Regions from separate parts of the Mus musculus genome. Here all the other regions are linked to region 1. A link is a contact called in public Hi-C and promoter capture Hi-C data. All regions are on one chromosome and are shown on one strand. Each heading gives the region's core, a stretch centred on a gene start, on an enhancer-like site or on the middle of the called end of the contact. The rest is flanking DNA. Distances are from core to core; before and after follow the strand shown.

Region 1 (4,290 bases), core at 1,172-3,671:
GAGGAGCTGAGAGTCCTACATCTTCATCCAAAGGCAGACAAGAGACTGGTTTCCAGGCAATTAGGATGAGGTATTAAAGCCCATGCCCACAGTGACACACCTACTCCAACAAGGCCATATCTCCAAAGAGTGCCATCCTCTGGGCCAAGCATATTCAGACCATCACAATCAATAAACAGCCAAGATTTGGCTCCTATATTTTTATTATGGTTTTGTTTTGAAGACAAGATCTTACTATGTAGGCCTGGCTATCCTGGAACTTACTACGTTGACCAGCTGGCCTTGAACCCACAAAGATCCACCTGGTTCTTAACTTTTGTTTTGTTTTTGTTTTTCGAGACAGGGTTTCTCTGTATAGTCTTGGCTGTCCTGGAACTCACTTTGTAGACCAGGCTGGCCTCGAATTCAGAAATCTGCCTGCCTCTGCCTCCCAAGTGCTGGGATTAAAGCTGTGTGCCACCACTGCCCAGCATGGTTCTTACTTGTAATCACTCCTAACTCCCCCTCTTGCTGTGTATAGAAGGCCTCACTGAGATCTGGATCCACCAAAAGGGCTTTGAAGGCAAACCTCCGGTGCTTCTGACTTGCAGCCCTTTCTCATGTGGCTCTGGGCTCTCATCACATCCTCTAGACCAGTTCTCTAAGGGGTCATGACCTTCCAAGTTCCACCCGGGACTCTACATACTCTATACCTATCTATTACAGCCTTGCTTACAAGCTGCCTTAGAGCTGCTTTTTCAGCTATTTAATGAGTATTTGTTTCACGTGCCCAACTAGACTGTCCTCTAGGCACATGTTCATGGCATGCACCACCACACCCAGTTGACAACAACTTAAAAAAATTATTGTGATGATATCTGTGTACATGAGTTTGGGCACATGTGGGCATCTAGAAGATGAAGATGCAGTCACTCTGCAGGGCTACAACTTGATTAGGATGCCAAGGGTGCTTGCTAAACTTGACTGACTAGGAGTGAGGGCACATACCTGTAGTACTCACTAGGGAGGCAGACACTGGCAGATCTCTGTGTTTGAAACCAGCCTGGTTTACAGTGTGAGTTTACATAGATAGGTGGATTTCTGAGAGTCCAGGCCAGTCAGGGCTGCATAGTAAGACTCTGCCTCTTTTTTCTTTTCTTTTCTTTTCTTTTCTTTTCTTTTCTTTTCTTTTCTTTTCTTTTCTTTTCTTCTTTTCTTTTCTTTCTTTCTTTCTTTCTTTCTTTCTTTCTTTCTTTCTTTCTTTCTTTCTTTCTCTCTTTCTCCCCCCCCCACCTTTTTTTGATTTTTCAAGACAGGGGTTTTCTAATATATATATATATATATATATATAAAATTTTAAATTTCAATTAATTTTATTTATTTATTTTGGTTTTATTTTGTAGCCCTGGCTGTCCTGAAACTCACTTTGTTTGGTTTTTTTAAAGGCATTTTTTATTAGATATTTTCTTCATTTACATTTCAAATGCTATCCCCAAAGCCCCCTATACCCTCCCCTGTCACTTTGGGTTTTGTTTTTGTTTTTGTTTTTTGTTTTTGTTTTTGAGACAGGGTTTTTCTGTTTAGTCCTGGCTGTCCTGGAACTCACTCTGTAGACCAGGCTGGCCTCGAACTCAGAAACCCGCCTGCCTCCCAAGTGCTGAGATTAAAGGTGTGTGCCACTGCCTTGCAAGACTCACTTTGTAAGTCATGGCTGGCCTCGAATTCACAGATATCCTCCTGCCTCTGCCTTCCAAGTGCTGGGATTAAAAGCATGTGTCATAACTAAACCGCATTTAAAAAATTTTTGTTTGGCTTTTTTATTCTTTTGTTTGTTTTTACTTTTCGAGACAGGGTTTCTCTGTGTAGCCCTGGCTGTCCTGGACTCACTCTGTAGACCAGGCTGGCCTAGAACTCAGAAGTCCATCTGCCTCTGCTTCCCCAGTGCTGGGATTAAAGGCGTGCGCCACCACTGCTTGGCTTGTTTGGCTTTTTCGAGGCAGGGTTTCTCTGTGTAACCTGGACTTGCTTTGAGACCAGGCTGGCCTAAAACAGAGATGGGCTTGCCTCTGCCTCCTGAGAGCTGGGGGTTAAAGGCGTGGCCACCACGTCAGACCCGGGCATAATTTTTTTTTAAGAAATTACAGTCAGTTTTGCGTGCAGTCCCCGCCCCTCAACTCCGGTAGACCAGTACCCTTCCTCAGGCCCCTAATCCATCTTCGTTCCTGCAGCCCTGCCACGCCCCGCGGCAGTCCTTCCACCCCCGCCCCAAGCATCTTCAGCGTCCCCTAGCGACCGGGCGGCGGCTCCTAGCAACAGCATCCCGGCGCCCTAACGACGGCGGCACGCAGGCCTACGTCAGCGCGCTCGGCCCCGCCCCCGCGCCGCCGGCCCCGCCTCCCCGCGCCTTAGGCTGCCGCCGCCGCTACCGCCGCCGCTGTCGCTGCTGCCGCCGCCCGAGACTCGCGCAGAGCAGTTATGGCGGATCCCGCAGCGCCCGCACCCGCCCAGGCCCAGGCCGCCGCCGCCCCGACCCCGGCCGCAGCCCCCGCCGCCGCCGCCCCGCCGCCCGCGCCCGCTACGGACTCGGCCTCAGGGCCGTCCTCCGACTCCGGCCCCGAAGCAGGCTCACAGCGCCTGCTGTTCTCCCACGACCTGGTGTCCGGCCGTTACCGCGGCTCGGTGCACTTCGGGCTGGTACGCCTCATCCACGGCGAGGACTCGGACTCGGAGGGCGACGATGACGGCCGCGGCAGCTCGGGCTGCTCCGAGGCCGGGGGCGCGGGCCACGAGGAGGGCCGGGCCAGCCCTCTGCGGCGCGGCTACGTGCGCGTCCAGTGGTACCCGGAGGGCGTCAAGCAGCATGTGAAGGAGACCAAGGTGAGGCGGGCCGGGGCGGTCGGCAGGGCTCGGGGAGGGGAACGCCGCCTCGTCGCCCGGTGCACCGTCATCACACCGGCCTGGGCGCGCACGCCGGCAGGGCTGCTCCGGGCGAGGGGAGGGGCCTTGCGAGCGATGCTCGGCTGTGGTGTTGGCCTCGGGGTGATGGACGCGCACGGATGCCCGTGGGGACCTCCTCGGGCGCTGAGGCGCGTTCGGCGTTACACTAGTGCGGCGTTTTTTGCTTACAACCCCCACCGCTAAAGGAGGTCCGTGCTGCATTGTGCTTTCCGAAGGGAAGGCCGTGCCGGGGAGGGCTTGGCTGTGGGTATTCCAAAACAAAGATAGAGGTGAAAACCCAAGAAGTTGAGCAGATGCTGACGGAATGCATGGTGGGGCAGCGGCCCCACGTCTTTTTTGTTGTAACCCCTCTGCATCCTTTGAATTGCCTCGGAGAACTTTATGAGGGAAATGATGAACCAGTCCAGGGCCATGATATTAATAGTACTGAGGGAGATGGTGGCAGCTGCGACTGGGTGTCTAGGACTTCTTGGGGTGGGGTGGCCTATGAAATCGTGGACAGAAGAGAGAGGGACCAATGGGAAAAGCTGCATCTTGTTTTTTCGTTCTTTTGGTTTTAACCTGGGGCTCTTAAGCAAATACCACATTCTCCCACTGTTCGGGAAAGAGGCTTGTGAATGGAGCAGTTCTACAAGAGCGGACTGACATCATAAACCTAAGCCAAGATTGGTTTGCAGGCTTGTTTTCCTGAGTGTGTGGTTTTGTATCTGTCTCTCACATATCTTTACCTCACAGCTCCTCCTGTCCTGCCCCTCCCCATCAGGAAACATTTCTAAGCATGAATCAGGTCCCTGGAAGTGAGAGATCTGCTTTGGGGGAAGGCTGTTAAGTCACTGTTTTTTGCAGTGCTGAGGGTTGAACCCAGGAACTTGATGCTAAACCTCCAGCACTTTGACGTAGAGCTACGTCCTAAACCATTCTACTTTATTTTGAGAGTAAACCTTGCCAACTTGTTCAGATTGGTTTGGAAATTAAGATATTCTCACCTCAAGCCTAGACAGTATAGAGGAGCCAAGCCACCAAAACAATCGCAGGGGGCTCTTCAGAAATTAATATAAGGCTGTATGGTGACTCATGTCTTTGTTTTTTCCAGACAGGGTTTCTCTGCGTAGCCCTGGCTGTCCTGGAACTCACTCTGTAGACCAGGCTGGCCTTGAACTCAGAAATCCGCCTGCCTCTGCCTCCCAAGTGCTGGGATTAAAGGCATGCAGCACCACTGCCTGGCGACTCATGCCTTTAATCCCAGCACTAGGGAGGCTGATGAGGCAGGAGGATCTCTTGGGTTTAAGGCCATCCTGGTCTACAGAGTGGACAGCCAGAGTTACATAATAAGACCTTGTCTCAAAGCAAACA
Region 2 (4,290 bases), core at 1,308-3,807, 980 kb after region 1:
TCTAAGGAACATTCACGTAATAAACACTGAGCACTTTCCTTCAGCAGCAGAAGCTTTGTCGAGTTGACATAAGCAGCAACTGGGAAAATCCTGCTGCCTGAGCCAAGCCAGCTACTTCAGATCAAAGGTGCCTAAGAATGCAGTACAGGAACCGCTTGCCTGGCACCCACTTCAGGCCACACACCAAAGACACCGGGAAAAAAATCCCCTGGTCTTAGCTGCTGATATTAAAGGGGAAAATGACCTAATAGAGTAATATTAAGTAGTTAACCGCTGAGATAGGGACCACTACTTCAGTTCAGTGATGATGCATGGTCATGGGTCCAGGACTAGCCCAGACAATGGCAGGTAAGCACAGTCCTTTACCAAGAGTTCAAAGCTTAGGCTACACAGGACACTGGACATTTTGTCCTCTACCTATGGCATTTACACGGTGGGCCTCAGACAAGCAGATTCTGACAGTCCCCAATTTCTAGGGTTATTATACTTGGCCTAACTCTGGGCACTCCCGTCACACACTCCCACCCCGACCCGTCTCACACACAGGCTCCCCACTCACCTGGTAGAAATGGCCCCCTTTGAGGATCGGCACCAACCCAATCACAGGCTCACAGTTTTTGAGTGCCTCGTGGAAGATCCTGTAGGGGTTCCGTTCAATGGTGGCCTGTTCCTCCGCAGAGGCAGCACGGTACTTTTCAAACTGCTTCCTTTTCACAGCTTCCAGAGTCTGCAAGAGACGGAAGAGGCTGCTCGGGCCCTAAGTTTAACCAGCTCACCTGGGAGTGCTGCACACTCATGACTGCACGGGGCGCTGGAGGCAGGAGAGTCAGGAGGTGAAGGTTATCCTCAGGTGCACAGCAAGCTCAGGCTAGACTGTGTTCCACGAGACCCTCTTTCAGGAAAGCCAGAGTTTAAGTGCCTCCTGCTCTGCTAGACCATGACCCCAAGAACAGGCCGAGATTATTTGTTCTTGTTTTGAGACAGGGTTTTCCTGTGTAGTCCTGGCTGTCCTGGAATTCACTGTGCAGATCACGTTGGCCTCAAACTCACAGAGATCCACCTGCCTCTGCTTCCCAAATGCTGGGATTAAAAGTGTGAACTACCACCACCCAGGCAAGAACTTTTTTTTTTAATGTTGACAGAATGGGAAACTTCTGGGGACTCTGTGTAGCTCTGGCCGGGGTGAAACTAGCTTTTGACCATCCTGGCCTCAAACTTTTCCCAACTCTGCCTCTTTTATTGTTAGGTTGTCCCCCCACCCCACCCCAAGACTGGATCTTAATATACAGCTCTGGCTGTCTGGAACTCAGAGATCTGCCTACCTCTGGCTCTGTTTTGATTGTTTTTAAGACAGGATCTCACTAAGTAGCTCTGTTCCAGAACTCACTCTGTAGCTCAAGCAGGCCTGACTTATCTCTGCTTCTCGAGTGCTGGATTCAAATGCCTTCTCCAGCGATGGGATTTGAGGTGGGCACCACCAATCTCAGATCTTGGAAATTTTAATGGCAGGAATAGAAACCTGTTTTCTAGTTTTGAAGCCATGGTGTAAAACGCAGACACCAAGCCTGAGGGAAAAGAAAGACAAGCTGAAGAGGAAGAAGCGGCCTTACCTGAGCCATGAGAGACCGGGCCAGAACTTTGTTGCCTCCCTTCATCATCATGTTGGTGAATTTGCTTCAAGGAGAAAAACATGGTTAGCTTTCCCGGGCTGTACTCCGGATCCCTCAGCAGAAAACTGCCCCAGGTGAGTTCCAGCCCACAGCAGAGGAGCATTTGCGCCAAACCTGATGACCGGGTCTGCGAACACCGAGCTGGTTTCAGTCGCGGCCGCAGCTTTGATAAACTGGGTTTTCTTGAGCTCCTGGTCATACTTCTCCTCTTCGGTGAGTTCCGCCACCGGCTTGCGGTAATATTCCTTGTCAATCAAGGGCTCCCGGAATTCGGGGGCATAGCGGCTCCCCCTCACCTGTGTGAGCCTGGGAGTGGGGCGAGGAGGAAGCAGACAGAACCCTACGGGTGAATCTGTGACTCCACAAAAGTGAACAAGCTTGACTTAACAGTAAGCCGCAAGTGCCATCACGCTGACGAGGGACGGTGGCGCTGGGACCGCCTGCTAACCTGACAGCAGTTCTGACCCTTGTCCCAAGAGGTAGGCAGCCCCCACCCCGAAACTGGCCACTGTTCCGTCGCAAGCCAGTTCTCCGATCTCTAGCAGGGCCGCACTCTCGGCTCCGGGTAGAACCGATCTAGGTCATCCCGGCCTGTCAGGCATAGGACAGGGTACTAAGCCCCCAAACCGGCCCGTTTAATGGCTGGAGTCAGCCATCTCGGCGCCCCGAGTTAGTGCCCTCCCGCGCCAGAACTCAGCGCAGCTCGCCTGCGGCTTCTTTCCTTTCCCCAGGTCCTCCCGTGAAGGTCCGAGCGGCGGTCCCGGCTACGCGCTGCCTTCTCACCCTGGAAGGTTCCAGACGGCGCACCTCACTCCCAGGGCCAGCCCGGACCAGCGAAGCGGAGCGCGCAGCGCGGGGGCAGCCATCTTGGCCGCTGTCAGGACCTCGGAGGGCTGCCCACAGCGCGCCTGCGTGAGTGAGCGACAGGACACGGATGAGAGCCTGCGCACTTTCCTCGGGCGTGGGTTTCCCTTCAGAGGTTCCCTCTGAGGAAGAAGCGAAGACACATCCTCGCCCTCGCGGCCTCCGACGCGGTCCGGCGCGCCCGTGGACCGCAGCCCTCGGCGCGCTCAGGCCCCCATGCGGGCCCCGCCCCCGCCCTGCTCGCGCAGAACCTCGCGAGGCTTGAGGGCGCAGGGCCGGACCGGGCGGCTGCAATATGGCGGAGGCGGAAGGGGAGAGCCTGGAGTCCTGGCTGAGTGAGTATCCGGGGCCGCCTCTACCTGACCTCCAACCACGGGCCTGCCTCCTCCCTCCCTGCGCCATCCCCTCCGCCGCGGCGGCCCGCGGCAGTCCACACCCGGCGTCGCCTCGCGGCGAGCATCCGGCGCTCACACCCCTTGCGAGCAGCGGCCCTTCCCCGCCGCGCGTCCTCAGGCTCCCGCGGGTGACACCTGCAGCGCGAGATCCTGCAGGCCCGGAAAGCGACACCCGGGCGCCTTGGGCTGACAGGCGGGCGTCGTGGGGAGGTTGAGGTGGGGCTGCACCCAGCCTGTGCTCTGGGACCGGGCATTGGACAGGTCCCTCGGGGAGGGTTGAGCGGTGCCACGCCGCACACACAACACAGCTGGCAGCTTCCAGAGTGGGACCATCCTCAGTGAGGATGCTGGAAGTGAGAATTCATTTCCAAAGCGCGACTACAGGGAACAATATACCACGAAGCGTGCTAAATATGTACTGAAGGAACACACATGCGCGCACACACACACACATATATGCACGCACTCATTTTAACGAGATAACCCGCTCTTGAGTAACTCAAAAAACAATGACTGCTGCTATATCGACGTGTTGCTATCTTTACTAATTTGTACATTGCTCCAAAGGAATAAGGTTTAACGTTAGCGGACAGTTCATCCAGGTTATTTAGTAAGGGTTAATAAGGCTGGTTAATCACGCCTTATCAAGGGTCAATAAATTAACTTTACTAAGGGCTAGCCCCGGGAGAGCCTCTGAAATGGAGACGAATCAGGTAAGACGTCTTTGTAGAGCCCTGAGCTGGAAATCCTTTACGGAATACAGTTGTCTCTTTGATGTCTTGAGTGTTGTTCCTAGAGGCATGGCCTTCCTTAAGAACTACTGTTCAGGAGATTGAAATTAGCTTTAAGGGAAGCTACATCCCAAAAGAAAAGTAAGATCACAGTTGCAGTGTCTGATGTTTGCGGGCAGGGCATAGAGCCATCTCCCTATATGTGACAGTTCTCTGGGGAGTGTACAGTGCTGGATTACAGGCATTGGCTAAAATCATTTACCCAAGGATCCCAGTGTCCAGTCAGCTGTGTATAGACCAGGCTGGCCTCGAACTCACTGAGATCCTCCTGCCCCTGCCTCCCCAGTGCTAGGATTAAAGGTGTGCACCACCACGCCCAGCTCCCCTTCTTGAAAGATGAAAATAATTGGAATTGTAGACCCAGTATCTCACTTAATGAAACAGGTTCTGTGGCCACAATTCAAAGAGGACATTCTGCCTCCACTCAGACCGTTTTCCTGGAACCGTGTGACTGGGTAATAGCCAGAGCAGAATTGATTCACCACACAGACGGTAACAGGAAAAATGGAGTAGTATAAATGACCTAAGCTGCGCTAAGCAGGGTTGACTTAGGTGTTTTGTCTTTGTGAG
Region 3 (4,290 bases), core at 1,265-3,764, 870 kb after region 1:
TCTGAGTTTGAGGCCAGCCTGGTCTACAGAGTGAGTTCCAGGACAGCCAGGGCTACACAGAGAAACCCTGTCTCAGAAAAAGAAAAAGATTTATTTATTTACATACACACACACACACATATGTACTTTTCTGTATGTATATCTACACACCAGAAGAGCTGACATATGGGTGTTGGGAATTGAACTCAGGACCTTTGGGAGAGCAATGAGTGCTCTTAACCACTGAGCCAACTCTCCAGCCCTAATTCCTACTCCTTCATTTCTGTTCCCCCCATCCACTACTCTAGAATATAGTGGGGGAAGAAAACTCAAGTTTTAGAGCAAGGTATGACTGGGTTAATTTTGGGCATATTTAATATTTTGTATTCCTTATTAACATCTTTTCCTTAAAATGTTTTTGTTTTGTTCTTAGTGACAGGGTCTTGCCATACAGCTCAGGATAGACTCAAATCCCCTTTAAAATTATTTTTCACTTTATTTGTATGAGTGCTTTGCCTACAAGGATGTATGTGTACCATATGTGTGTGTGGTGTCAGAAAGTGACCTTGGATTCCCAAGAACTGGAGTTATAGATGATCGTTAGTGCCATGAAGATGCTGGGAATGAAGCCTGGGTCTTTCTCAAGTGCTCTTAACCACTGAGCCATCTCTCCAGTTTTACAGCCTCAAAAGTCTTAATCCTCTTGCCTCAGAACTCCTGGTGAAGGGCTAACAGGTGGTAGGTCACGAGATCTGTCTTCTCACTGTCTGTATCTAAGAATGAAATGAAGGCATTAGCTGTCCTATGGAGTTGCTGTGACTCTGGTATTTGGATGGTATATTGTCATTTCCTACAGATATCTACTTCCCAGGCTTTAAGGTTGCACATCACTTGACACTGAAACCTAAGATGAGCACCCTGGCTTCACCTCTCATTATTCCACCACCAAATGACAGCCCCCCCCCTATTTTTTAGATAGGGTTTCTCTGTGCCATCCTGGCTGTCCTGGAACTCACTCTGTAGACCAGGCTGGCCTTGAACTCAGAAATTCAGAAATCCACCTGCCTTGCCTCCCAAGTGCTGGGATTACAGGCATGCACCACCTCTGCCGGGCAGCTCTCCCTTTTGTAACTGGTCATTCTAATATGTAGGTCCCTGGTACTTAGGGCCAGCGTTCTTCTCTTTGAAACTAAGTAGCTCTATCTAAATCGCAAACTGCTGGAGTCATTGGCTTCATCTTTTGCTCTGAAAGGCATTTTCAATTGCAAATGATGTTCAGTAAACACTTGTCGAAAGAACAATTCACTTGCCTTATTTTAGTGGACTCATTATTGTAGCAGAGGCTTGGGTATTCTTAACTGTATTTTGTTGGCTTCTAGAGAACACATTGACATTGGCTGTGTTCTTGCTCTCCTATAATTGAAAAGAGCTTTTGGAACTGAGAGGTACTTCTCCAAGCTTCATCTACTACTCCCCCAAAACCGGCAGCCCCGCACAGGAACCTATCTATGCACTTTGCATCGCACAGAACACGACTTTCTCACGCCTCCATCCATCTCTCTGTTCTGTGCCATTCCGTTTGTTGGCTAAGCGCTTACCCTGGCTCCTGTGCTGTGGAACTCCTACTCGCCCTCCAGTACTCAGTTCCACATCACCTTCTTTGTTAAGTCTTTTATACAGTGGGCTGAGGAACAGAGCCAGCCTTTCTCTATCTTTTTGGCTTCCTCAGCATTCCCCCAAAGAGCTATGTGTAAGTGTTATAGCTGTGTGTGTATGTGTGTGTGTGTGTGTGTGTGTGTGTGTGTGTGTGTGCGCGCGCGCGCGCGCGCGCATGAGGGTGTGTGCAGGTGAATGCTAGTGCTATCAGAGGCCAGCGGCACTAAGTCTCCTGGAACTGGGGTTACAGACAGTTGTGAGCCATCTGGTGTGGGTGCAGGTCCTCTGGAAGAGCAGCAAGCAGTTTTTGACCTGAGAGGTCTCTCCAGCCAAGACATTACTTGTTTACTCTTCTGCTGCTTCTCTCGATTTAACCTCTTGAAGGCCAGGATCTCTGCTCGTTGTTTCATCTTCTTTACCCAGCACAGTGCTTACTTACACTGGGTATGTGGTTCACTGCGTGAACAGACTAATCAAACAATTCATCGAATACTGCAGGTTGCACGAACCAGATCCCCAAACGTTTCTAGAACTGGTCCTCTATTTGGGTTGAGCCATCCTGAGATCTCTCCCCGCTCCTCGGTGCCTCTTTGCTTTGTTTTGGTAGAAAGGACGTGATTAGAGTGTGGAAAGCGCCGTTCCTCTAGAGCAGAGCTGTAATTCACTTGCTCCGGCACGTAGAGGGTTACAACGGCCCAGGGGCGGAGCCGAGTCCGTGCCACCTGCTGCGGGCCGAGCTGACGCATGCGCGAAGCCCCCCTCTAGGCTACCTGCCGGGCGGAGCGGAGGAGGAGCGCTTGCGCTCTGGGCCTTTTCCGCCGGGGGAAGTCTCGCGGGGGCGGGGCGCGGCGGGGCGGGGCCGCGTGGGGAAGTTCTCGCGGGACCCTGGCGAGGAGCGGAAGCTAGGTTGCTCTGTTGCTTCTGCGATCGGGCGGCGGCGGCGGCGAGAGCGAGCGGGGCTGCGGCCGGGACGGCGGTCGGGGCAGCGGGCGCCGCAGTCAGGGAGCAGCAGCGAGGTTGGCGGCTGCGGGCGGCAGCGCAGGGCGGGCCGGGCCGGGTGACGGAGTGGACGGCGCGTCACGGTGAGTGCAGGGGAGCGGGCGGGAAGTGAGCGGGAGCTCCGTGGTCCCCGCGCCGCGCGGCGGCGAGCGGCTCGGGCCCGGGCTGCTCGGGGCTGCCGGGGAGGGCCGCTCGCGGGCCGGGGAAGGCTGGGACCCGAGCGCAGCGGCTGCGCAGCCGTCTCCTCGTTTCCCCTTTTGGGGCGCTTCCTTCCTGGTGCCGGTCTTCCTCCCGCTGGGGGCAGAGACCCGGCCCGCCGGGGAGGTCTGGTGTGGCGGCCGTCCGGCTGGACGCTGGGGAGCCCGGAGCAGCCGAGAGGCGCAGGCTGCTGCTCTGAGTCAGGCTGACTGAGCCCGGGAGGCGGGGGATTCGGTGCCCGCAGCTAACGTGGTGATTGATGCTCCTTTGACCTGCAAGGCCACCACGTCACCGCCTCTTGGCATCTTGCGGTGGAATTGTGTGCGGGAATCCACCGTGACTTAGAATGATTGTTACCCGGACCCGCCGACGGGTCTTTGTGAGAGTTGGGCGCTTCTCTTTTTAGAAGGACTTGAGGGGGAAAAAATACTTGTTGGGGGGTGGGGGGGAAGCAGCAGCAGCAGCGGATAGGAATGCTGGAAGGAAGGAATTTTGGGGAGAGAGCCCCGTTGGTTCCTGCAACACTCTTAGGTCGTGTGGGTTGGTAAGAAAGGGATTTTAGGCTGTGTTCAAAAGCTATAGCAGTGCAGTTTGCCGGGTAGCCGAAGCGCGTTCAACGTCATCTTTCGGTGCTGTTGACACTCAGAAAGAGGCTAGAGAAACTGGGTTTTGTTGTTGTTGTTTTTTTGTTTTGTTTTTTGTTTTTGACTTCTTCACCTCTCTTTCACTTTTCCGTTTTTGCCTTCTGTCTCCATTCTACGCTACTAGGGACACGAAAAGCATCTGTAGCGCCAGTCATTGGTCCCTCCGCCCCCTTTAAAAAAAAATCTACTTCCCCTTCTTGCTGTTCCTCCGTTATAATTTTCAAGTTTCTGCTGGTTTGGGCACTGTTCATTTTCTCCGTCGTTCTAAGATCCCCTTTTCTTTTGGAGGGAGATACCTTCCCTGTTTGCATTCCTTTTTTAACGTCCACTGTATTCATCAGGCAGCCAGGAGGGCTACTTGGGAGCCAGGGGGGCGGGGGCGGGTGGTGGTGTTGGTGGTAGGGGGCTGTTTAAGTTCTCCCCCTGGGAACTAGGAAACTCAAAGGACTGAATTCATCCCTAAGTAAGTGATAGTGACCAGTTCACAAGTGGATTTTGCCTGTTTGCTTGTGTTACTTGTATTTTGGTGTTTTTTTTTTTTCACAGATCATGGTTTGTTCGTAGTATTTTCCTTCTTGCTCCCTCCTGTTTCCCCTCACTGTTAGTAAGGGAGATTGAGTCAGTTTGGGAGCTGAAAGACTCCTTTTTAAGGTTTTAGTGAGGTTAACTATTGTTAAGTGAGAAATCACCCATGGGAGTTTGTGAAGTAAGATAGCTTGAAATAGAAGAGAACTTTGATATTTGTGAATTAAAGCCTACCTACCTACCCTAACAAATGATTTAGTCCTAATCAGGCTTTTAAAAGTGATTTTTA
Region 4 (4,290 bases), core at 635-3,134, 820 kb after region 1:
ACAACTCCATAGTGAGATGTACCAGGGTTAGGGAGGAGAGAGCGTCAAGGTTGGGTTGAAATCTGGCCCTTTCCCTCCTTCCCACACCATGTGACCAGCACTGTTTACTACCAAGCCGGCAGCCGCAGGCCAAGCTGATGATTATACAAACCCCTGATCACCAAACCACAATGGCTGAGTCTTCTGGAAGGAAAACTTTCCGATTCTGCAGCGGCCTAACCTTTACTTCACTTAAGCCCGCCTGCAAACTAGACTTTCAAACCCTATTACAGAAACTTATCTTTTCAGCCATGGAAGACAGCGCAGTGAACAGAACACAGACACAATAGCAACGGAATAAAAACCACCGACACGGGGTTACCGGTTACCGCAAGGTGCAGTGGGAGACCAGGAGCCTTCTCACTCGGAAATCAGGGGTGTCCTTAGAGGCCCCGAAGGTCTTTCCAGCTCACTGACCACGACAGGTTAAATAATACCTAGCGTGTCGGCAGTAAGCATCTGACTGCTGTATAGAAATTGATTCTGGAGTCCAATTTAGGGGAAAGGAGCAGGGAGGAGCACAAGGACTGTGACCTTTATTGCTAATTCGTTCTTCAGGAGGTAAGCCTTCCAAACGGTTGAGGTTGACTCTCTTCCCTGGGAGCTGGCACTTCCTAGCCACTTAAAATAGAAATGTCAAGTGTTTTCTGATTTCTTTCCCTCTTGTGGCCTGGCCAGCCTCCTGCCTGTCTTCTAACCATCTATTGAGGTCTTATACCAAGTGGAATGTGCAGAGGCGGGCGTTCAAGGGCAGTTACCTCTCAAACTACCTGGGGGTACTGATTATCAAAGAGGTAGCTTGTTAATGCAGTGCTCGCCAGACTCTAGGTTCCCCTGCTTGTAATTCTGCCAAGAGAGAAGTGACAGCGAATACAGCCGGTGACATTCCACTGCAGAGTGTCCGGGGACTCTGTCTGAACTGCTAATTCGTTCTCCAGGATGAGCCTACACTGTACAATGGTCTGACTCTGAAAGTGACCGTCAAACTTTTCTATTCCCTCCGTCACTCTTATTTGTTGTTGCTTTAGGTACTGAACCTTCCCCCAAGGCTTTTAACTGTAGGGTTTCGCGGTAGGGAAAAAACAGGGAAACTGCTTTACAGAACTGCAAAGGCTGTGGTGCTACGCTGGCTTCCGAAGCATCTTTATGTGACTCTAAAATCGGGGAAGCACGCCCCAACTGCAACATCGCAGCCTTGCACTGAACTGGAAGTCCCTCGCAGTGTCTAGCAGGCGGGCGGGTGCAGAGATCCCGTCCACTCCGGGCGGCGAGCACAGCGCGCGCTGTGGCAGAAAACCGCCTTTATTTGGGCCGGGGACACCCAGGGGCCTACAAATAAACACTCGTGGCATCAGGATTGGCAGTCGCTGGCCCGGGGCCCAGCCACGGCGGACCTGGGCCAAGGGTTCTTTGTTGGACACAACCTTTATTTCTGACGTGGGACCCCGGCAAGGGGCAAGCCAGGACAGAGAGGGGACATGAGAAAACGAAAACAAACAAACCAAAAAACCCTTGAGGACGTGAGGGAAGGAGCCGGCCCGGAGTTGCAGGCAGGCGCCGGCCGGCCCCTCTCCTCCAGCACAGAGAGACACCCCCTTTGGTGCCACTTGCTAGGTGCACACCCCAGGCGCTCCTCGCCTCGGGTAGGAACTCAGAGGGCGCAGCAGGCCGAGCCCCACGCCCCCTTGCTCCCCACTTCGGGCCGCGGGCCTTCTCGTACTTACCGGGGCCCCCTCGGACGGTCTTCCTCGCCCGCGTCCTCACCCCTCCCTGCCCCCTCCTCACTTCACCTCCCCGCCTCCAGGGGCCGCAGCCATGTCCGTTGTGGGCAACTCTGAGGAGGCTTGCCGCCTTCCCCCAGCAACAGACGCGCAGGCCAACAAGCCAAAGATCCCGACGCTGATTGGTTGAAATTCGAGGTAGGCGGAAGATTCTGATTTGTTATTGGCTGTTTGGTGCGCTCAGCTGTAACCTCCACCGCCCCTCCGGGAGCCTGGCGGAATTGTGTGATTGTTACTCTAAAGCGATCCGGGGAAGCCTGGGTCCTATCTCCGGCACGAAGCTCCCGCGTTTTTAGCGCTATAGAACCAGACTAGAGGCAATCATACAATTTCCTCCCCATTAGTTTACCCACTAAATTTTTCTAGAGCCATGGTCAGGTGATACCTTCTGCCCTTTATTATTTTTTAATGAGGCCCTTGAAAAATCGCCTTATCTGTATTTTCTTCAATTCTTCCTTAATCTTTAAAAGTCCCTCAGTACTAATATTATGGACCAACCAAAGCTGGAGAATCTAAAGCAATACTGTTATTTCACCCTCAGTTCATTTGAAATCTAAAAGGAAAAACAAGCTTGAAAACAACTTTTTTTTTCTAGACTAATTAGAGAAATCGCTTGGGAACCCTCTCTTGGGAAAACAAAATAAGCCTGTGTCAGTATTTACTTCCATTTTCCCAGAGATCTAAGTCTGGAAGGGTTGCTTTTAGAAAAAAAAAAAAAAAGTTTTTTTTTCTGTTTATGAAGTCAGAAAGGGTCATATCTGGTCCTGGGAAAAAAGAGCCCCTTCCTTATAATAATGAATTTAATCATGCGATTACAATCCCTCTTTTCGGCTAGACAAGAAGCCATTTTACTGATTTAACTCTGTTTAAACCAGTTCAGCTGTTACCTTGAACACTCATAGAACCTTGGCACAAACCTTCAACACAAACATCTGTAGTTTATCACTACAGATGGAGAAGTCCAAATCTCTCCACATAACCATAGATGCTCATAACATGATGGAGATAGCCACATAGCCACTTTCAGGGCTCATTGCCACATGGACTCACTACAGTCTTAAACATGCTGGAGTACTTTGTTCAGTAGCTCTCTGAGCTTTTACATTTCTTTGCAGCTAATAACAGCCAAAATGCAGCCAGGCAGTGGTGGCACACGCCTTTAATCCCAGCACTTAGGAGGCAGAGGCAGGAGGATTTCTGAGTTTGAGGCCAGCCTGGTCTACAGAGTGAGTTCCAGGCCAGCCAGGGCTACACAGAGAAACCCTGTCTCAAAACAAACAAACAAAACCCCCAGCCAATATGCAAATACATGCCCGTGTGAAACTTTAGCCCAAACACTCCCTTCCCATGCTGCTTCCCTGTCTGTTGCACAGAACTGGTTAGTTACCTGGGTCTGGGGTCTTTCTACTTCATTCCACAAAACCTGGAGCCCTTGGGGAATCCTGCCTTAGTTAAGGTTACGCTTGCTGTGATAAAACACCATGATCAAAGAAGCATGAGGGAGGGAAGGCTTTATTCAGCTCACACTTTGGTTCATCCTCAAGGAAGTCAAGATAAGAACTCAGTCAGGACAAGAAAAACTGAGCAGGAACCTGGTGGCAGGAGCTGATGCAGAAGCCATGGGGAGGGGCCACTCACTGGCTTGCTCCCCGGGGCTTGCTCAGCCTTTCTTACAGAACCCAGGACCACCAGCCCAGGGATGGCCCCACCCACAGTAGGCCCTCACCCAAATGTCCTAAGGCTTGCCTACACCCAGATCTTACGGGGCAATTTTTTATTTTTTTATTTTTATTGTTTTTGTAAAAAGTTATTTGTGGGGCTATTTTCTGAATTGAGCTTCCCCCCTTTCTGATGACTCTAGCTTGTGTCACGTTGACATAAGACTAGCCCATACAGGGGCTGGTGAGATGGCTTAGTGGGTAAGAGCACTGACTGCTCTACTGAAGGTCCTGAGTTCAAATCCCAGCAACCACATGGTGGCTCACAACCGTCTGTAATGAGACCTGACGCCCTCTTCTGGTGCACCTGAAGACAGCTGCAGTGTACTTATATATATATAACAATAAATAAATCTTTGGGCCAGAGTGAGTGAGCAAGCGAGGGAGCAGGGACTGAGCGAGCAGAGTTGACCAGAGCAAGCAGAGGTCCTAAAAAATTCAACTCCCAACAACCACATGAAGGCTCACAACCATCTATACAGCTACAGTTTACTCATACACATAAAATAAAATAAATAAATCTTTAAAAAAAAAAAAAGTCTAGCCCATACAACTGAGCCCTTGACTCACAAACACATCAGTTTTCAGTTAGAACCTTGCCTTTCTTGTTTATCCCCAAGATGGCATGTTACCAATATCAAAATATAAAACATAAATAACCTCCAATACCCTATAGTCCTTACAAATTCAAACACATTAAAACTTCATTCTCGGGGCTGGTGAGCTGGCTCAGTGGTTAAGAGTGCCGACTG
Region 5 (4,290 bases), core at 955-3,454, 680 kb after region 1:
TTTAAAGCAGAGCCAACAGACACTCGGTGCCCAATATAACCTTGCTCCCCAGCCGTGGTCAGGGGGAGAGGGAGCCCTGGAGCTGGGCCCCATTGACTGGATACACCCTAGGTTTGGGTGAAGCCAAGCAAAGCTACTGGTAATTTTGTGTTTCCAAAACGATCAGTCCCAGGTTTGTCCAATTACTTCTAAACCAGACTTTATGCCCCAAACCTGGGGGAACTAGAGTCTCTCTTAATGCTATGTTTGGTAGAACAAATGGTAGCTTTCTCTGGTCCAGGAGGGAGAACAGGCTTGGCTGCCACTGAGGCCCACTGGTGCCCAGGCCGCTTGTGCAGCAGATTTGGAACCTTCTGTGGATGCTCCACAGGCAGTGATCAGAGAGCTAGCACAACAGAGAAGGAAACTGGCCGAGCTGGGGGACCGATTAGTGTTCCTGGGTGTGGCATGGGACATGGAGGTTCTTGCTATATAGTAAGTGTCCTGTAGGCCAGACAGCAGAAGCTTGGTCCCACAGTTTCTCTACTTCCTCCTTGTCTACTTGATCATCCAACTCCAGCTCCCCACACGGATGAGGGCAAGCAGCGTGTCTGTGCCTGATAAGAGTCATGGGGGCTCTCAGCCCCTTTTGTCCGTTGAGGAGCATCTCGAATGAGACATAACCAACAGATGTGAGAGACCTGAGAGGTCAGAGCCTAACCAGCAGGGCAGAGATGCCCACTGTGCCTGTTGAGTGTTTGAGCAACTCCATCAGTGCTGGGGCTCCGGTTTGGAGTCAAAAGTGGGTGCTTGAAGCCTTGGTGGTTCTGCTGCCCTGGTCCCCAAGTTTTCTAGACAATGGAGAGAACTTCCTGCTCTGGTGGCCAATAGAAACTAAGCGAGCTCCTCTCCTGCAGCCATAGAAGCTGGGCCTCCCTCTGAGCTCAGGGACTGCTGGAGCCTGTGTGTCCCAGATGTGGCTCAGCTGCAGTGCAGTCCCTCTGTTGCACACTTGTTAGTATTACCACAGGAGTTAGCTTCCCAGTCCCACACAAACCAGAGTGCACCCCCTCTGCTGAGCCAAAGAGACTCTCGGCCCTCCCCTTGGTTTCCAAAACTGAATGATGTTTTTCTTTCTTACTGGATAACAGTGTGTTTGCTTTGGAAGGGACGTCTCACGGGGACTTGAACCCCAGTGTGAGGACAGGAGGCAGAAGGGCTTAGCAGCCTCCTCTCGTGAGGCCCTGCCCAAGAAGGTTGTGCTTGCCCTGCACAAGGACTGAAGAGAAGAGCTGTCTGGGGGCAACCATTACAGTAGTTAGTGTGGAAGAGACTCTGGGGTCTTTTCCAAACTCATTCATGTAGTCACAAACTCCTTTCCAAACTTGGGGTTTGAATTAGGGTGCATATCCCTGGCTCAGTTTTCAGAGATCATTGCCAAAGGAGGATCAGGGGTCCTGGTAATCTAAGTGGGTGCAGAGACTCCTCCCTAGGATGATCCTGAGCCGGAAGCACACAGCGGTGAGCAGGTCAGAACTCCAAAAGACAGGAAAGCTGCTGCTCTTGTCCAGCATCCAAGTAGGCAGTTCTGCTGCTGGCTCTACCAGCTCCTGGGGCCAGAGGCCATTCAGCAGGCTGGGCACACCTTGTCCTGAGCCTTCTTGAGAACCAGGGAGGGCTCAGCCCTAATCCTTTCGGAAATGGAGGCTCAGCAAGATTGGGGGCCATATCCTAAACTCACTGAATAGAAAAGGTTTAAATGGATGTGTCCAGCAGCCCCCAGCCCCTGTGCCACACACCGAGTAGCAGTACATCCCCCTTCTCTAGTACCAGGTCCCAGGGGAAGAGCACTCAGGTATACACACAGAGGAGGTGACTAAATTCCCATAGGAGAGTGGCCTAATATATCCCCCAAGACGTTCCTCTCCGAGCTCATGCTAAGCTGTGACTCCTCGCCAGAGATACGAGACCCTGGCTGCCCTCCTTTCCCGATCCTGTCACCTCTAGCCAGTGTCTCTTACCTGGGAGCTCAGATAGTGGGGAGCCTCGAAGAGGTGTCCCAGTACAGAGCCTCTATGTACCTCCTGGAAGTCCTTTGGCCACCACCTTTGACTTCTTCACCAGCGCTGCCACTTTCCTGCCTAGGCGGCTGCTTCTCACTCGGGCACCTCCTGGTGCTAGCTCCCGGTTGCTGACAGCCAGCTGCTGTCCAGCTTCAGCGCCTCATCGCTTCAGCTTTTTTGTTGTTGGTTGTCCTGGAGATCTAGGTGTCAAATTACAGTTGTGAGGAGGAGCCCAGGGAGTCCTCCCCTGAGCTTGACTTGCCCTTCACGCCCTATGCCTTTCCCTGCCTAGAGGTCCACTCTGCTCTCTGGATCCCCAGACGGCTCCCTCTCTTATTCTTCCTCCTGTTCTGCCCTCCTCCTGCCTTTGAGCCAGGCTGTAGGCTGTAGGCTGTAGGCGGAGGGCTGGGGTTGGGCTAATGACAGAAGTGGTTGGCTGTGGTTCCCTGTGGAAATAACCCCGGGGGGCTCCGTCTGAGGTTGCCAGAGGAAGAGGGTGGAGTGACTCGCTCTTGGGTGCCCCAGCACCCTCTGGATGGCCTTTTTGGCTTGTGTCCCTGACCACCCTGGTCTGTCTCTTGGGCCACACTCTGGCTGCTCTCTCTGCCCTCTGCCAGAAAGAAAACCGGGCTACAGGATCACCCAAGCACGTCAGCAAGCTTTCAAGCAGCCCTCTGGTGTGGTACTCTGCCATCTACCCAGGGGCATCTGGGGGGAAGATGAGGATCCTAGATACTCTAAAAGTAGTCTGCGCCGGCCATGGTAGTGCACACCTTTAATTCCAGCACTTGGGAGGCAGAGGCAGGTAAATTTCTGAGTTCGAGGCTAGCCTGGTCTACAGAGTGAGTTCCAGTACAGCCACGGCTACACAGAGAAACCCTGTCTCGAAAAAAACAAAAAATAAGTAAATAAGAAAAAGAAAGAAAGAAAAGTAGCCTGCTTGTTTTAGTGAGGGGCCTTGGGTCCTTCTAAGAGAAAGGTCACTGCTGGTCTCGTTCTGCTCAGCTGTCTGCATGACAGCTCTGTTGGCCCATTAACGTTTGTCGGTCTTGCCACCAGCAGACCAGGCTGCAGGGGGAGGACTGACCTCAGCTCTGCAGTCAATGGAGCCCTTTGAATCTGAGCACAAAACCCCAGTGAGCCAGGGCTTGGGGCAGGGTGTAGACAACCATATGGTCACAGTGCCTAGATGCCAAAGCTTCTCAGAGACAGGACAGGCCACCACTGTACAGGCAGAGGGAACATTTGTCGTGTATATTCAGTGTTAGTGGGAGCTGGCTGCAAGAGCGCCCCCCAGTGGCTGTCTCAGCTGTCTTCCTGCCACTTCTATGCAGTTTTAGGGCTGTTCTTCACTTTGCTGGAGGGACCCTACTTCTTTAGAAGGTGGCATTGCAATTTGCTTTCCTTACAGTAGCCTGCTGTGTGGGGTCAGATCCGCAAGCAGTATTCAGACTAAGAAAACCCTCTGTTCCAAAGCTGTTAGTGCCGGCTAATCTTAAGCCTGGGCACTCAAACTGCCCTGCCTCGCGCTGTCTCTTCTGGTTCCCAACCCTGTACCACATTTCTGGCACTAGAGATGACTGTAAGGACCCTGATAGAACAGTGGCCTCTCCCAGGGCCTCAGCCTGGGGATCCGAAAAGAGACTGGCCTCCTGCACCAGGTGGGCTTCCTGCCACCAGCTTGGGCAGGAAGTGGTTATCCGCAGGGGAACATCTGGAGTTAGAGGCTGAGAGGGAGGCTCTAGTGAGGCTCTAGTGAGGCTGGATCTCCCTGGTGAGTGGGCTCACGAGTGACTAGGCATGATGGCCGCTCTCAGCATTGTGTGCCTCTAGCACAGTGACTCTCAGCCTTCCTCATGCTCTGGCGACCCCCAACCATAACATCCTTTTTGTTCCTTCTTTATTACTGGAATTTTGCTAGTTATAAATTGTAATATATGTTTTTTGGTGGATAGTCTTAGGTAAACCCTATGAACGGTCTTTCAAGCACCAGAAGGCTTGAGACCCACAGGTTGAGAATCATCTGTTCCAGGAGCTATGCTAGGTACAGCCTTCAGCCTAGGGCAAAAAGCTCATGGTGGGCGCCAGGGGAAGCCTAATTCCCTCAGGGAAGATCAAGATACCCATGAAAACTGTTTGTGGGAGCTCATGCCTACAGACCCAGAACTCAGGAATCTGAAGCAGGAAGCTCATGAGTTCAAGGCCACCCTGAGCTGTAGTGAGACCCTATCTTAAAAACAAACAAAAA
Region 6 (4,290 bases), core at 863-3,362, 650 kb after region 1:
GACCTCCTTCCAAAAGCTCAATTCAAAAGCTAATACAATGTGGTCCAGGTGAAAAAAAAAAAAAAAAAAACGACTTAACTTTCAAAAAGAGCTAATACCACCCAACCAATTCAACTTTTTTCTTCTTTCTGTGGTGCTGGGGATCAAGTCCTTGACATGCTTAGGCAAAGCCCTCTCCCATGAGCTACATCCTCAACGGGTACCAACTGATTCCAAACCAAAAGGGAAAAGGGACAGAGTTGACCATGGAATGGAAGAGTGTTTCAAGAGCTCTGGGTCTGGAAGATTTACCCACCGACTGCTTACTGTTCTCGTCCTCCTCTTCTTCATAACCATCCTCATCACCCCCTGGGCGAGAGAAGTCATCTTCTCCATAGGCGTCAGATACCAAACCACCTTTCTCCTCTGAAAGAGGAGAGAGAGGGGAGAGGGGGAGAGAGAGGGAGAAGGAGAGAGAGGGGGAGAGGGGAGAAATGTAAAAATGTTTCTGAAAATTGAATGGCCAAGATTATTTCTGAAGATAAAAAGGGAACCTAAGTCTCAAGTAAGTGGCTATAGGCCCAGATTGAATTTGTACTTAGGAAGAACAATTTAATACCAGGGGTTGGGGTTGGGAATTTAGCTCAGTGGTAGAGCTCTGGGTTCTGTCCTCAGCCTGGAGGTTGGGGGGGAGGAAGAAAAAAAAAGGAAAGAAAGAAAAAGAAAAGACCAGGGGTTGTGCCAGGAATGGCGGTGCACACCTTTGAACCGAGCACTTGGGAGGCAGAGGCAGGAGGATCTCTGAGTTCTAGATCAGCCTGAGTTCCAGGACAGTCAGGACTAGAGGGAGATCCTGTCTCAAAACAAACAAAAACAGGGGTATTGGAAGATGACTCTTATACGAGTGCATAATGTACAGGGTTTGGTGTCCCATGCTTTTAATTCAAGCTCTCTGGAGACAGGGCCAGGCAGATCTCTGTAAGTTTGACAGTTCAGTTTCCAGTACCCACATCAGGCAGCTCACAAATGCCAGTTTCAGAAGAGCTGATGCCTCTCTCTGTCCACCATGGGCAGAACTCACATGCAAGGCCCACTCCATATGTACAGATGTATATGAAAAGAAAATCAAGCATTAAATTCATGTTCTAATATTTTCAGGACAGGCTGGGGAAGTAACAAAGTAGTGGGATGCTTTCCTAAGAGTGTAAGGCCCTGGGTTTGGTTCCCAGCAGTTCCAAAGGTTGGGGAACTATTACATGCTGTTGGCCTATTAGGGCAGTTAAAGTCTTCTCCTCTTTGAACCAGCCCAACAGGTCGTTTAAACTCCTGTTTTGACATACCACACACATCTCTATCTTGTTTCATGTGCAACCTCAAAAACGCCTTCTATGCACAAGACTGTCTTCCTCATTGTTTTGCCCCTACTTTGCAGATAAGAAGACCCAAAGCTCTGGTATATCAGGTAATTTGCTTCCTTCAAGAAATCTGTTCCCTCTATGCTTCGCAGTCTGAGGGCAACCGATAGGCTTTTAAAACTCACCAAACAACAGAATCACCCTACCGCCTTAAAAGGCTTGTCTAGCATATTCTATGAAAAAGCCCAGAATTATGCACTTAGGAGAGATGCATTTTTAAAAACTCTAGGGCAGACTTAGAAACGATTCCTTAAAAGTTACCAACTTAACGAAACACAAGTTTTACTATCCTCCAGGTACATTTCACTCCTCTCTTCCCCATCAAACAACGAGACAGTGATGTCTCGACAGATGCGTACCCCCCTTGGTCCACCCTCTGGCCAGCATGACGCCTTGCGTAGAGGATCGCAGAAAGAGAGATCACTCGTACTGTAGTAGAGGTTCTAATGCTCTGTCTGACCTAGGACATCCACTGCGCTTTGGGGTTCCAAGACCCGATACCTGGAGCACAAAGAGCATCTTCTCCCCATGCCCCGCTAGAGAGGTAGCATTTGGTAACCATAACAGACCCTCCCCTTTCCAGCTCAAGTCTCACCAGTCGCTCCGCCTACAGCGTCGACTCCAGTTTCGCCATCAGATTCAGGGTCTGAATATTCCGCATAAATTGCAAGAGACGACAAAACATTTTTCTTCCCCGCCATCTTACTCCCACAGCGCGGTGTGGCTCAGGCCTATGACTCATAAGCCAATTTAGGGGCGAGAAAACCAACTTCTTCCGGATCCCAGGAGACTCCGCGCCCGAATGACAACCAATCAAAAGGGCTGTGTCTGGGCATGGCTCCGCCCCCATGCTCAGCTCTTGGAAACGTCATCAGCACGGGACGGAAGTAAGGTCTTGCGGCTTCTACTTCGCTGACTTCTCGGGCGGTTTGGCTTCTGAGTTCGAGTTAGGGAGTAGTGTTCTTTGGAAAGCTGCAGAGCCAACCGAAAAGAGCCTGGGGTCTGACATCTTGGAGAGCATTTGTCTGGCAAAGGGCGAGAGCTGTTGACTTGGGGGCTCAGAGGAGGAACGGGGGGTCGGCGTCCTTGATGAATGGTATCTATGGCTTCGCTTCTAGAACAAGGACCCTAGAAAAAGGATTCCAAGTTCTCTGGTCGACTTTGAAGACGTTTGTGGGCTTTGTTGTGGTCCGATTTGTAGCTCTGTCCACCTGACCTGGAAAGTTCATTGTTTTTATTTTTATTAAAGGGAGAAGTAATGTTAATCCCTCAGGAATGTATTGCGTGAAGCAATTCAGCCTTCACTTTTACTGCTGGGGAATGAGATATTTAAGTGTAACATAGCAGCTTACTCGGCAGGAGAAACATAGGCTATATTTTAACGTGGAGCAGAGGGTTTTTTCGGGATTGCCTTTGCCCACCTTTGCGTTAACCTTTTGGCTGCTGCTTTTTGCAAAGATGAGCGCCCGTCCTTTCTCCACTCCCTTCGACCGGGAGCGGCGAGTCCGGAGCACCCTGAAGAAAGTCTTTGGGTTTGATTCTTTTAAAACACCTTTACAAGAGAGTGCGACCATGGCTGTAGTGAAAGGTAACATACCAAGCTACCTGTTTTGCAGACTGCTGGCGGTACCGTAGTAGCTCTGTGGCACAACACCCTCTTAACTTCCTACCTCCTCACCCTTTGGAAATCTTTGAAAACCACTGGTTTGGAATTCTTTCGTGACCAAAGCTAGTGGGTATTTGCTGGGAATCTATTTGTTTATTGATGGTCTATGTAGCCCTGGCCGGCCTGGAATTCTCTATATACATCAAGTTGGCCTCAAATTTGAGCCGGTCCTTCTGCCTCTGGATTATTAAGTACTGGTATTACAGGTGTGGGCTATCATAACCTACAAATTTTGGACAGAACCACTCACACTTCTGGTTTTTTCATAGCCAGACTGACAGTCTGTCTTTGACTTCTGTTCCTAGATTCCCATTCTTGTCCCTGTGCAAGTAGTAGCAAAAGTGGCAGTAGTGCTTAATCTTGTCAGTGACCTAGGTAATCATTTCCTTGAAGAGCGAGTAGCTTGAGTTCCAGGTAGAAAAGGAGAGACTAATAACACTGTAAGCTGGAGATAGCTTGTCCAGATGGGAGCAGCAGTGCCACCAACAGACTTATTAACAGAGGACTGAATGATTAGCCTTGCATATCTACCCCGGTGTAACCAGTACTCTGCTTCCCTGGATGTGTCTAATCCAAATAGTCATATCCTAGTGGCTCAAGACTACTCAAGCCTTGTTTTGATTTGTTTTTTTAAAAACAGGTTCTCACCATGCAGCTTTGGCTTCTTAGATAGCTCAGAACTAGCTATGTAGACCAGGCTGGCCTCAAATTTCCAGAGATCTGTCTTCCTCTACCTATACCCCCCCCCCCAATACTTTCTTACTTTTTGGTTTTTTTGAAATGCAGTTTCTCTCTGTAGCCTTGGCTGTGCCGGAATTCACTTTATAAACCAGGCTGGCCTGGAACTCAGAGATTCTTCTGCCTCTGCCTCCTGAGTGATGGCATTAAAGGCGTGTGCCACAACACCCAATGAATGCTCTGTTTAGAACTTTTTGTTTGTTTTGCTTTTACTACCTTTATTTAAGTATTGGTAAGGACCAACGGTGAAAGACTCCCAGACTCAATTTAGATTGTAATTAGCCAAATTTAGTAAAGCTGTTGGCAGGGCCACAGTCTCTAACCCAAATCAGAGACATGCTTCACAGAGGTGGGTGAAGAAAGGCTTTTAAAGGCAAAATCCCCAAAAGCTGCCAAGATTAGATAGTCAAGGTGACCTCTAAATAGTCCTTGAATATCTGCATAAGCAAGTTACAGAAGCCACAAACTGCAGCTAGTCACAGCATAACAGGC
Region 7 (4,290 bases), core at 1,006-3,505, 570 kb after region 1:
AGACAATCACAGCCCTATTGCAGAAAGGAGCAGCTGAAGTTCAGCCAGGTTGAGTCTGTGACCCAAGGTCCACTCAACAGAATTGTGGGCTGTTAGATTTCGAACTGAGCTGGGTAGAGAATGTGAGCAGAGACGGGGCCGCTGCGTCCAACTCTGACACAACAGCACGGTGCCTTGGAGCTGGTCGTGGCTTCTGACTTTCGTTTCAGACAGCCCCAAAGGTCACAAGACTTGCCTTTTGTTTTGAGTTATGCAAAAAAGAAAAAAATTGCTGTATTGAAGTGTATTCAAAAACAGGCTGTCAAAAGAAATTAGTCAACAGGATTTGTTATTGTTTGGATTGTCCGTTTTCCTGACCCAGGGTCTTACCTAGTAGGAGCTAGCCTGGAATTCACTATGTAGCTGAGGGTGACCTTGAACTCCAGATCTTCTGCCTGTCTCCAACTCTTGAGTTCTGGGATTAAATGTATATGCCGCCATACCTGGCTAGGATTCCTTAGTGTTTGCCTCTTAGATGCTGGGAATACGGGGATTTATCAAAGTCCTCCAGCCATCCTGTCCCTTCAGTCCTGTCTCTGTCCCAGTCCCGTTCCCCCTCCCCATCCTTCCTTATCCCACTTGAGACAGGGTCTCACTGTGTAGCCCTATGTAAGGTACCTTGGTCTTGAATTTGCCACAACCCTACTTCTGCCTGCATCTGCCTGCTTCTGCTTCCTGAGTACTGACCTGTGCTATTAGAGCTTGCTTCTTTCTTTCTTTCTTTCTTTCTTTCTTTCTTTCTTTCTTTCTTTCTTTTTTTCTTCCTCTCTTCCTTCTTGTTGATTGTTTTGAATGCCGCCTTCTTCTTCTCCTTCTTCTTCTTCTTCTCCCTCGGCTGTCCTGGAACTCACTCTGTAGACCAGGCTGGCCTCTGAACTCAGACATCTTCCTGCCTCTTCCTCCCAAGTGCTGGGATTAAAAAGCTGTGTGCCACCGTGCCTGGCTCACATACTGCTTTCTTTTCTTATTTTCTTTCTTTTTTTTTTTTTTTAGAAGATCACACCTTCTTTTTTTGTTGTTTTGTTTTTTTTAAAGATTTATTTATTATATGTAAGTACACTGTAGCTGTCTTCAGACACTTCAGAAGAGGAAGTCAGATCTAATTACGGATGGTTGTGAGCCACCATGTGGTTGCTGGGATTTGAACTCAGGACCTTTGGAAAAGCAGTCAGTGCTCTTAACCACTGAGCCATCTCTCCAGCCCCACATACTGCTTTCTTGATTTACATGTCTTTTGTTAACAAAACCTGTTTATTTGTTTTCTAGACAGAATCTTAGCCCAGACTGGTTTCAGACTGCCGCTCCTCCGGCCTGAGTCTCCCATGTGCTGAGATGGACTACTATGCCTGGCTTGGAAATTATTTAATTTTTGAATAAGATAGTACATTTATTTGTGTGTTTCTTTTGAATGCATGTGCTCTCTACCACTGAGCTACACCCCCTACCGTTCTCCACTCTTACTGTCTTACATTTTAGTCCTTCTGTTAGAAGGTTTCACACAAGGTGACCAGGAATAGCTAGGAATCCAGGCAAAGATTTGGGCCAGCATGAAGGCTTTAGATGGTCATGTCTCTGAGACCAAGGCTCTTGTGGAGGAAGCAACTGCTAGGGGCCAACAACATTAGCCATCTTTGCAGTAGCCTTTGCGTCATCGAGGAGTGCCTGAGCTTGCTTCCTGCCGGCCACTGGATGAGATGAACTTCAGTCCTCCATCGCCAGGAGCCAGAGAAGGAGCCTGTAAAAGGCTTCGAACCTTGGCTCTCCTTGTTTATCCCTAGACTGTGTACCACATCATCCTGTTAGAGACATGACCGACCAGGGGCTGACGACTTAGCATAACTTCGCTAGATCCTCTGGGACACTCAGCTGTTCCTGTTGCCAGCTCGTGTTGGTGTTGCCCTGGCTGTGTGAGGGATGATGATGATGGGGATGGGAGCGCATTAAGAGGCTCCAGGTTCAGGGATGGATGGGAAGTTCAGATCTCCATTTGTGTTAACTGCTACTCAAGTGGGAGCCCCAAACTCCTGCTAGGACATCACCGAAGATACAAGTTGCAACCGAGTCTCTTCCTCCAGCTGTCAGCTGCCGCGTTGGCTTGCGCTGGAGAGCTAAGTTTGGACCCCGCTCTGCAGGTGGGATGGGCGGGGCCGTCGTAGCGGGGGCGGGGTCCCGCGAAGGACAGGAATGTAAGTCCGCGCCACGTGGCTCCGCCCCCAGCATCCCGCGGGGCGGTGCGCCCAGCTGCAGACGAGCGTCATGGCTGCTTGGAGACCGCCCCGGGTCGAGGAGCTGCTGGCCGAGGCCCGCCGGGCCTTCATGGAGGAGTTTGGAGCCGAGCCGGAGCTGGCAGTGTCGGCGCCGGGCCGCGTCAACCTCATCGGGGAGCACACGGACTACAACCAGGGCCTGGTGCTGCCCATGGTGAGGGGCCGCATTGGGGACCCTTCCTTGTGTGTGCTGGCCCGGCCTGCGGTAGGGAAGGGCTGGCATAGGGGGCACGGGAGGGCGGGTACCCTCCGGGTGGAAGGCGGAGTGAAGCGGTCTAGCAGACGTGAGAGACCCCGGGACGTGCAGTTGTCCACGTGCGAAGACAGGAAGCCAGAGCTGGGGGGAGGGGGGCTGTGCGGTTTGTCTTCTCGAGCCCGCCTTCTGGGGGCATCGCCCACAACTTGGAAGTATGAACCTCTTAAAAATGTGAGGACCAAGGAAGCAATATAAGAGAGTATTAGGCATGGTGGCGCATTCCTAATAGTCCAGTACTGGGGAAGCTCAGGCATGAGAATTGCCACGAGTTCAAGATCAGCCTGAACTACAAAGTGAGTTCCAGGACAGCTTGGGCTGTAAGATTCTTAAAACAAGGAAAAAGAAAAAAAAGGAGGTTATTTAGCCCTCTGACTTTGATTGGGCCCACAGCACCGACCTAGACCTATGCAAAGGTAGACCTGTGTAAATGTAGCTTCCCCCCCCCCCCCCCCCGGCCCATCCCCTTGAATTTACAGAGAAAACAGTAGATCCACAGAGCACTAATGACTCCCTCAAAGTTACACATTCGGTTCTTGGACTCTCAGCCTGGGTCTCTCAGCGCATAAGTAGTTCCTGAACAAGGGATTACCGCGTGCAGAGCTGGGTCCAGGTGGGAGGAAGTCTGGAGCCCCTCTGGGCCTGTTTTTGCATAAGATCACTATCTGTCCCCTTTGGCCCACAGTTGGACGCTAGCTAGGGCAGAGTCCAGGTTCACATTCCTATCACCACTGGCCCCGCCCCTGAAGACCCACAAGGCTGTGCTCTGAGCCCCCAAGGCTAACGCTTAATTGAAGCGCTTTCTCCCATCTCCTTCAAGCTAAGCCTATTCCCTTCACGGCCCTGTGTGTCCCAGACGACAGAACCTTGGGGTTTGGATCCTGGTTGCTTCAGTCACCCTGGGGCTGTTCTAGAACTTCAAGTGACATGAGTTTTCTATTTGCAATGGGATATTCCACCCACATATACTTTTATTAATCCCAGCATTCTGAAGTAGAGGCAGGTGGGCCTCTTAGTTAGAGGATAGCCTGATCTACATAGAAAGTTCCAGACAGGATTGCACAGTGAGACCCTGTTTTCAAAAACTTTAAAAACAAAACAAAACAAAAAGCCAAAAATAGATTCTGTGGCTATGATGTGATCCTGGGTGGACTTCTTCTGTCAGGTGGTATAGACTACACATGCCTACTCCTTCCAGGCACTGGAGCTCGTGACCGTGATGGTTGGCAGCCCCCGGACAGATGGGCTTGTTTCTCTTCTCACCACTTCCAAAGATGCAGACGAGCCCCAAAGACTGCAGTTCCCACTGCCCTCAGCCCAGTGGTCCTTGGAGCCTGGAATCCCACAGTGGGCCAATTATGTCAAGGGAGTGATTCAACATTACCCAGGTATAGGACTCACTCAGGCTGCTTCTGGGAGGATCATCTCACCCCATCTCGGCATTCCTCCAGGGTGGAGCATCCCATTGTACTGATAAAGCCATTGAGGTTCTGGAGGCTTGGAACTTGCCCTAGGTTTCCTTTGTATGATTAGAGGAGCCCGAATTCAATTGTTAGCTTGCTGGCCTCTGCCACCCTAAATCGGGAAGGCTAGTAGGAAGATTAAGCCAGCACACTCAGAGGGCAGCAGAGTGGGTGGCTCCCTGAGTGGAGCAGGCTGGTAAGGCACGCGTTTTTCCTATGTCCACGCTCCCATCTTTATCAGCATCCTTCTTCCCCCCGCCCCCCCGCA

What was found. Promoter capture Hi-C pulls out the DNA fragments that hold promoters and counts their contacts. Hi-C and Micro-C count contacts between places; a contact is called where the count stands out from the background.
Region 2: a promoter capture Hi-C map of pre-B cells shows a contact between it and region 1, with 2.9 times the contacts expected there. The contact joins the promoter of Mrps7 here to the promoter of Ube2o in region 1.
Region 3: a contact with region 1 is called in a promoter capture Hi-C map of hippocampal neurons, with 2.1 times the contacts expected there. The contact joins the promoter of Grb2 here to the promoter of Ube2o in region 1. A contact is called at or near these places in 2 of 39 promoter capture datasets (hippocampal neurons and pre-B cells).
Region 4: a promoter capture Hi-C map of hippocampal neurons shows a contact between it and region 1, with 2.5 times the contacts expected there. The contact joins the promoter of Tmem94 here to the promoter of Ube2o in region 1. A contact is called at or near these places in 2 of 39 promoter capture datasets (hippocampal neurons and liver) and 1 of 115 datasets of contacts at active chromatin or transcription factors (pancreatic cancer cells).
Region 5: a contact with region 1 is called in a promoter capture Hi-C map of fetal liver, with 4 times the contacts expected there. The contact joins the promoter of Smim5 here to the promoter of Ube2o in region 1. A contact is called at or near these places in 6 of 39 promoter capture datasets (the C10 cell line, fetal liver, liver and 2 more) and 1 of 115 datasets of contacts at active chromatin or transcription factors (pancreatic cancer cells).
Region 6: a promoter capture Hi-C map of pre-B cells shows a contact between it and region 1, with 2.8 times the contacts expected there. The contact joins the promoter of Sap30bp here to the promoter of Ube2o in region 1. A contact is called at or near these places in 3 of 39 promoter capture datasets (hippocampal neurons, neutrophils and pre-B cells), 1 of 484 Hi-C or Micro-C datasets (CD4 T cells) and 1 of 115 datasets of contacts at active chromatin or transcription factors (memory CD8 T cells).
Region 7: a contact with region 1 is called in a Hi-C map of embryonic stem cells, with 2.7 times the contacts expected there. The contact joins the promoter of Galk1 here to the promoter of Ube2o in region 1. A contact is called at or near these places in 1 of 39 promoter capture datasets (pre-B cells), 1 of 484 Hi-C or Micro-C datasets (embryonic stem cells), 1 of 115 datasets of contacts at active chromatin or transcription factors (embryonic stem cells) and 1 of 9 other capture datasets (embryonic stem cells).

The regions. Positions count from the first base shown.
Region 1 is chr11:116,579,578-116,583,867 of GRCm38.p6, reverse strand. It overlaps Ube2o (ubiquitin-conjugating enzyme E2O), which reads left to right and starts at 2,421. Exons shown (of 18, transcript NM_173755.3): 1 at 2,421-2,856. The coding sequence starts at 2,455.
Region 2 is chr11:115,602,407-115,606,696 of GRCm38.p6, reverse strand. It overlaps Mrps7 (mitchondrial ribosomal protein S7), which reads right to left and starts at 2,557. Exons shown (of 5, transcript NM_025305.3): 1 at 2,454-2,557; 2 at 1,785-1,976; 3 at 1,611-1,674; 4 at 560-727. The coding sequence starts at 2,536. It overlaps Gga3 (golgi associated, gamma adaptin ear containing, ARF binding protein 3), which reads left to right and starts at 2,781. Exons shown (of 17, transcript NM_173048.3): 1 at 2,781-2,869. The coding sequence starts at 2,830.
Region 3 is chr11:115,706,821-115,711,110 of GRCm38.p6, reverse strand. Grb2 (growth factor receptor bound protein 2) reads left to right here and starts at 2,514. Exons shown (of 6, transcript NM_008163.4): 1 at 2,514-2,717.
Region 4 is chr11:115,763,027-115,767,316 of GRCm38.p6, reverse strand. Tmem94 (transmembrane protein 94) reads right to left here and starts at 1,884. Exons shown (of 32, transcript NM_028014.3): 1 at 1,764-1,884.
Region 5 is chr11:115,898,053-115,902,342 of GRCm38.p6, reverse strand. Smim5 (small integral membrane protein 5) reads right to left here and starts at 2,204. Exons shown (of 3, transcript NM_183259.3): 1 at 2,001-2,204. The region is part of intron 7 of Recql5 (RecQ protein-like 5); the gene reads left to right.
Region 6 is chr11:115,931,481-115,935,770 of GRCm38.p6, reverse strand. It overlaps Sap30bp (SAP30 binding protein), which reads right to left and starts at 2,112. Exons shown (of 11, transcript NM_020483.3): 1 at 1,990-2,112; 2 at 296-405. The coding sequence starts at 2,095. Recql5 (RecQ protein-like 5) reads left to right here and starts at 2,279. Exons shown (of 19, transcript NM_130454.2): 1 at 2,279-2,982. The coding sequence starts at 2,853.
Region 7 is chr11:116,010,684-116,014,973 of GRCm38.p6, reverse strand. Galk1 (galactokinase 1) reads left to right here and starts at 2,255. Exons shown (of 8, transcript NM_016905.2): 1 at 2,255-2,460; 2 at 3,758-3,947. The coding sequence starts at 2,296.